Regions from separate parts of the Bos taurus genome. Here region 1 is linked to region 2. The links are chromatin contacts, called in public Hi-C maps. All regions are on one chromosome and are shown on one strand. The core of a region is the stretch at or near the end of the contact, and the rest is flanking DNA. Distances in the headings are between cores, read along the strand shown.

Evidence for each region. A called contact is a pair of places that touch in the nucleus more often than the background predicts.
Region 1: a Hi-C map of skeletal muscle shows a contact between it and region 2, with 6 times the contacts expected there. The contact joins the promoter of KMT5A here to the promoter of TMED2 in region 2. A contact is called at or near these places in 3 of 11 Hi-C or Micro-C datasets (liver, skeletal muscle and an unstated tissue).

Annotation. Positions count from the first base shown.
Region 1 is chr17:52,226,828-52,230,037 of ARS-UCD2.0, reverse strand. It overlaps KMT5A (lysine methyltransferase 5A), which reads left to right and starts at 1,851. Exons shown (of 8, transcript NM_001046330.1): 1 at 1,851-1,917. The coding sequence starts at 1,908.
Region 2 is chr17:52,089,471-52,092,650 of ARS-UCD2.0, reverse strand. TMED2 (transmembrane p24 trafficking protein 2) reads left to right here and starts at 1,409. Exons shown (of 4, transcript NM_001159818.1): 1 at 1,409-1,588. The coding sequence starts at 1,409.

The DNA.
Region 1 (3,210 bases), core at 602-3,101, 140 kb before region 2:
CCTTTCCCTTCTCCAGAGGATCTTCCTGACCCAGCAATTGAACCAGGGTCTCCTATACTGCAGGTGGATTCTTCACCAACTGAGCTATCAGGGAAGCCCCATCCATTCTCCCCATGATATACTCAATTCCAACCACATTGGGTTTCTTTTTCTTTCCTAAAACAACCAAAGCTAATCCCCAATTCTGGGGATTTGCTTTCACTATTTCTTCTACCTGCGAGTATCTTCTCCCTTGGGGTTTACTTATTCAGGGTACAACCTAAAGTCACGAACTCAAAGAGGATTTCTCAACTTCACCAATCTATAGAAGCAGCCATCTCCCCACACACGCTCTGTAAAATTCCCTATTTTCATTTTACCCACAGCATTAATCACTATTCAGTATTATCTTTAAATTTGTTTAAATTTTTTTTGGCTGCTCCCCATGGCATTTGGGATCTTAGTTCCCTGACCACGGATCAAACCTGTGCCCCCTGCATTGGAAGTGAAAATCTAAACCACTGGATTGCCAGAGAAGCCCCTTAATACTACCTTTAAAAAGTGGTTTCTTATTTCTTTCCTAAAAAATTTAGGCATCTGTCTTATTTGCCACTGCGTCCTTGGGGAATCGGACAGAGCCAATAAACAGCTCAATAAATGTTGAATTAATGCATTTTAGTGAAAGTAAAAACCTCTGTATATCTATGGAAGCTGGAAGGAATCTGGCAGATCACAGATGACTCCATCATTTGACAGCTGGATAAGCTGAGGACCAGAGAGCTGAAATGATATACCAAAAAGCACAGTGAGTGACAAGTGTTGCTTCCTACTTTCCCCAGTGCTTTCACATATATCACCTTGTTTTGCTCTTCTACTTTCCTGGTGCAAATGATAGGGTCCTTGGGCAATGGTGGGGATTCCAAAATCATCTCGGGAACCAAAGAGAGAGAATGGACCTCTGCTCCTATCTCCAGGAAGGATCCCCAGCGAAGAGCTGTAACTGAACACCTCATCTGTGTTCAAAGCAAAGAATACCTAGGATACCTGTGCTTCTCAGGGACTTAACCGACCGAGGCTCCTCTGGGTGGGGAAAGGCGCAGGCTTGTTTCCCTGGGGTGAGGGAAGCCCTCTAGTGGACTAGGACTCAAAAGACTGATCCAGGACCCAGAAATAAACTGTTCCGTGACGTTGGGCAGCAAGTGAGTTACCTGTTCCTTCTGATCCTCTGTTTCCCCATCTGTAAAACAGTTGGGGTATGTTGGGCTAGGATCGCCCTGGTTCGGGGAGGCTGATTCAAGTCAGTTTAAGAACTCTGCCCGCGGGTTTTGTATACTGGAAGAATAGACTCCATAAACCTTGCAAGGTAGGAATGAATGGATTAAACTGCTGAAAAGGTAAAGGTGGTTCGGATGTTAAACTGCTGGGGGCTAAGCTTCCCATAAGGGGGGGTCGAGGGGTCAAAGGTCGGGTTCCGGTCAAACCCGAGAAAAACCGGAAGTCCCCTGTGGTTCTACACCGAGCCGGGGCCGCCAGCCGCGTGACTAAATCTCCCCGGGGCGGAGCTTCAGCACCGCCAGAGGGAGGAGTTTGGAGCCCCCCAATGGCAGGGCAGCTCCCCTTCCAGCACAGCCAATCAACGCGGAGAGACGGTAAAATTTAAACCCCCTCCCTCCTCCTCCGCTGAGACCTGTTCCGAAAGCGTTTGTAGAAAGTGCGGACGCTCGCCCCGCCCCCGCTGGGGAGGCGGGGAAAAGGGCGGGCTTTCCCTCCAGAGTTTGCCTATCACGGCGGGCAGCCTGAGAAGAGACGGGCAGCGGCGCCAATCAGGGCAGCAGCCGGGACCCGGCGGAGCAGTTGGCTACAGTTGTTGCAACTTTTTTCGAAAGCTGCGTTTCCCGGGAGATCCTAGGCGGTGACAGAGCAGGGTCATGGCTAGAGGTATTGGCCCCGGTGGCCAGCGCCGGGGCTGCTGGGTTGGGGGGTCGCGCTGCAGGCGACACCGAAGTGACGGGAGCGGCGGGAAGGCGCTGTCCCGCCGGCTGCTCGGAAGGCGCGCGGGGACTAGTAGGGTTGCGGGGGGAGGGGCTGCGGAACCTTTCTCACCTCTTCCCCACCCTCGCTCCAGAAGCCCCCAGAAACCCCTCCCACTCCCGTGCTTCGGTTTCCCCTTTTTAAAGAGTGGACACTTGGTGACCTGCCTCTCGAGAGGCAGCGGGGCCATATGTCAAAGATGTTTGGAAACTAAAGCGACTAGCGCCTCAAGGGAATGGTTGTCATTGATACAAATGATGGGGAGGGCGAGGCTTCGCTTGCTTTGCGGCTCTCTCTGGTTTGGAAAGGAGGTGATCCCGAGGCGAGGGCATAGATCGGTACCCTACTTGGTGGGGAGCGCGACCGAGTGGACACCGCGGCAGGCGCTTTCCTTTCCCTCTCCACTCTCTGAGTCAGCTCTGCGCCGCCGGGGCGGGGACGGGCCCCGCTGGCCCACTTGGGGGGGGAAACAGGTCCCCTGGCACCTCCCGGCGCGGCCCTTCGCGCCGCAGCTGATCAGGGCTCCTGCCCACGGGAGATGGCTTGGGTGGGGTTATGCTGCCGCGAGGGAGTCGATGTCTCTGCCTGAAGTTCTTCGCACAGTTAGTTTGCTGTCAGGACAGACCCACGTTATGCGGCAAAGTGATCGCTAACCGCTTGGTCGTTTCCAGCCGCTGTGTCTCCATGCAAAAACTTGAGCGTGACGGTTCACTTGAATTATTATGTAAAAGAAATAAGTCGAGGTTTTATATTTTTCTCAAAATTCCTGGGGTATTACACGTTAGTAGGAATTTGCCTTAATGCAGTATGCAGACAGGTCTTTACCGTATTAGCCACTAGGGAAGCCCAGGCTCCCCATGGCGATCATAATGAACAAAATAAGGATTCATTCAGCAGATATTTATTGGGCTTCTTTGTTTTCAGCCCCTGCACCCAGTTGCATCATTTATTCTCGTAGCATCCCTTTAGGGTCTTTGGGAACAAGACTTAGCTAGATTTTGATTAAGAAATAAGGCATAGTGAACTTCAAGTTAAAGAGCTTCATAATCTAGTCCACAGAGAAAAGTAAGATGCCTCAAATATTCTTCTTCAGGAAAGTGTTAAGCATCTAAAAGTATATTTAATAATATCTGGCTAATTTATCTGACAACTCTGAATAAAATTATGAAAGTGAAAGTAACTCAGTCATGTCTGACTCTT
Region 2 (3,180 bases), core at 160-2,659:
TGAGCGACTTCACTTTCTTTATGGTAGGGCCTGAGAGCACAGCACACAAGCACAGGTATGCCAAGACTAGTGCCTCGGGAGTGACAGACTGGTGAATGACTGTAACTCTAAGCACAGAGGAAGGGGCTAGTATTGTGCAGGAGGAAGTCTAGAGCTGACATTTGAGGTGGGTTTTGAGGGATGTGTAGGAGTACCTCAGGAGGCAAAGGGTGGGGGGAAAATTGTCTTAGTAGCTGGCAATATTTAAGGGGCTGCAGGGTGTCAGCAAGACTTTTGGGGAGGTGAGAGACTTCTAATTTAGGAGGATGTGGAGAAGGCAATGGCACCCCACTCCAGTACTCTTGCCTGGAGAATCCCATGGACGGAGGAGCCTGGTAGGCTGCAGTCCATGGGGTCGCTAAGAGTCGGACACGACTGAGCGACTTCACTTTCACTTTTCACTTTCATGCATTGGAGAAGGAAATGGCAACCCACTCTGGTGTTCTTGCCTGGAGAATCCCAGGAACTGCAGAGCCTAGTGGGCTGCCGTCTATGGGGTCGCACAGAGTCGGACACGACTGAAGCGACTTAGCAGCAGCAGCAGCCAAGGTAAAATTTTTTTGTGTGTATGTGGTTGTATTATAGACATACAGTAAAGCAAAAAATATGGAGCACTACTCAAGTATATAGCTTGAGCTTTTAAAAAAAGCATATGTAAACACTCGTGTATCCATCATTTAGTGACGATATGATATAATATTTCCAATATCGCAGAAGTTTCCCTCGTTCCCCTTCCCAATCTATACGCACCCCCGTCTTTTCCCCGGTTTTTTTTGAACATAAAAGTTCAAACCCTTTGGCTTCAGCCCCATCTCCTCCTTATATTCCTATTGCTACCTCCAAATCTTCCGCTGTCTTTATGGATAATCCTAAGAGTGTCTCGCATGAGGCAGAGGAGGTTTCTTGATATTATCGCTTTCTGTTGGAGAAGGAAATGGCAACTCACTCCAGTATTCTTGCCTGGAGAATCCCAGGGACAGAGGAGCCTAGTGGGCTGCGGTCTATGGGGTCGCACAGAGTCGGACACGACTGAAGCGACTTAGTAGCAGCAGCAGCAGCATGGCCCACGGAAATTTAGGCAGTACGTGAATGGAAGTAGTGACGGAGACGATGGTTTCTGGTCCTTCTGAGCCACCGTCCAGGCTCGAGACACGCGGAGTAGTCTTGTCCCTCGGCGGCCGCCGTGCGTCCGTTACGTGGCAGCTACGGGCTCCCGCCAATCCGCGGCGCCCGCATCAGCCCCCTAGGGTGGCGCAGCCGGAAGGGGCGGAGCTGAGGCGGCGGCGGCTGAGAAGGCAGCGGTGGCGGCAGCGACGACGGCGGCTCTGGAGGCCGCAGTCCCGGTCCTGGCTTCGGCCCCAGCCCCACCATGGTGACGCTTGCTGAGCTGCTGGTGCTCCTGGCCGCCCTCCTGGCCACGGCCTCGGGCTACTTCGTCAGCATTGACGCGCATGCAGAGGAGTGCTTCTTCGAGCGGGTCACCTCGGGCACCAAGATGGGCCTCATCTTTGAGGTGGCCGAGGGCGGCTTCCTGGACATCGACGTGGAGGTGCGGGCGCGCTGCCCGAGGCGGGGGCCCGCGGCCGCTCGGGGGTTGGCGGCGCCCGGGGCCCGCGCGGGGCCAGCGTGGAGAGCGGGACCCGGAGGCAGCTATCCGAGTCCTGGGAGGGGCCCGGGCCGCCACCCGGCGACCCCCTAACGTCCCTTTCCCTCGCACCCGCCCGGTTTCCGAGCTCTGCTCGGGAGATGGAACCGTTGCTTGGCTGCTTTGGATTCTCAGCTTGAACGGCTGGTTCCCCTTGGAACCTCTCGCCGAGCTTTGTCTACCAGGCGCCGCGTGTCATCTCCGGGCCCAGGAGGCGCTACACAGTCTTGTTTAGCTGATGGCAGGTTTCGATCCGGGCAGCAGCTGCTTCCCTTCCTAGCGCGAATTAAAGTTGGGACGTGGCATGGAAACTTCTGAAAAAGTAAATCGGAAGCTGTTGAGGAATGCTAGGTAGACGTTCGTGTTGTGTTTGCCTTTATTTTTCGTAGAAACGACCCGAGTTAACCCGTTCTTACGCAGGCCTTCGGATACCTCGTTTAGTCATCTCTGATTAAGAGAGTGGAGTTGGGTTATGCGTTTTAGAAGTGATTGCAGTGAAAGTATCTGTGGAGAAAACGGAAAATCGTTTTAAGAAACCAGCAGTCCCTAAATTTTGTCCTATATCATTTTCTTTAAGCCAAAAAAAATTACTCGCTTCTAACTTTTTTAAGGAAACCAGGTGGAATGAATATTTAAACCTACCGGTTAGCATGGTTAATTGTCTCTATGGGTTTTTCCATCTAACAGTTAACGTCAGCAGAGTTACACAAACAAGTGAAGTTCAGAAATAAGGGGATAATGGAGGTAATAACTGTTAAAATTAGCTAAGCTCTTAAGAGACAGGTCTTTCAGTCTGCAGGTGGCACGGGCTTCATAAGAGGAACTGCTTGAGCAAGGTCTAACGACTGATTTCGAGCACACTGGGATGAGAACATGGGTCTCTGAATTTCCAGGCTAGTCTTTTTCCTTAAGTCTTCAGGCATATAAGATAAAGCAGATTCCTTTACCAGTAAGCAGTAATCAGTCAGGAAAAACCTCGATGTGTAGGCTTACTCAAAGTTCTTAGTTTTAAAAGAGATTTCTTTTTTGTTGTTTTGATATTAATAGCTACATATTTGTTGGTGGTATTGGGCCACTTGAAGACAAGTGTATGGTGTGGTTTCTGTTTCTGATTGCTTTATTAAGTTGGAAAATTAAGACAAATGTAGTCAGAGTTGAAAGGTATTCAGGGAGCCTTGTTTCTTAAATGGGAGAACTGTAGCCCAAAGAGATCACTGTCACTAACTGAAGTGGATGGACGTTGAGGTTCCTTTTTCCTAGCGAATGTTTGGCTGTCAGTAGACATCACTTAACAATTTTATTTTTAAAATTATTATTTAATGAAGTATAGTTGCTTTACAGTGTTGTATTAGTTTCTCCTGTAAAGCAAAGTGAATCAGCTATAGGTATACATGTATCCCTTTTTTTTGGATTTTCTTCCCTTTTAGGTCACCACAGAGTATTGAGTAGAGTTCCTTGTACAATAGGTTCTCATTAGGTTATCTGTTTTATACACA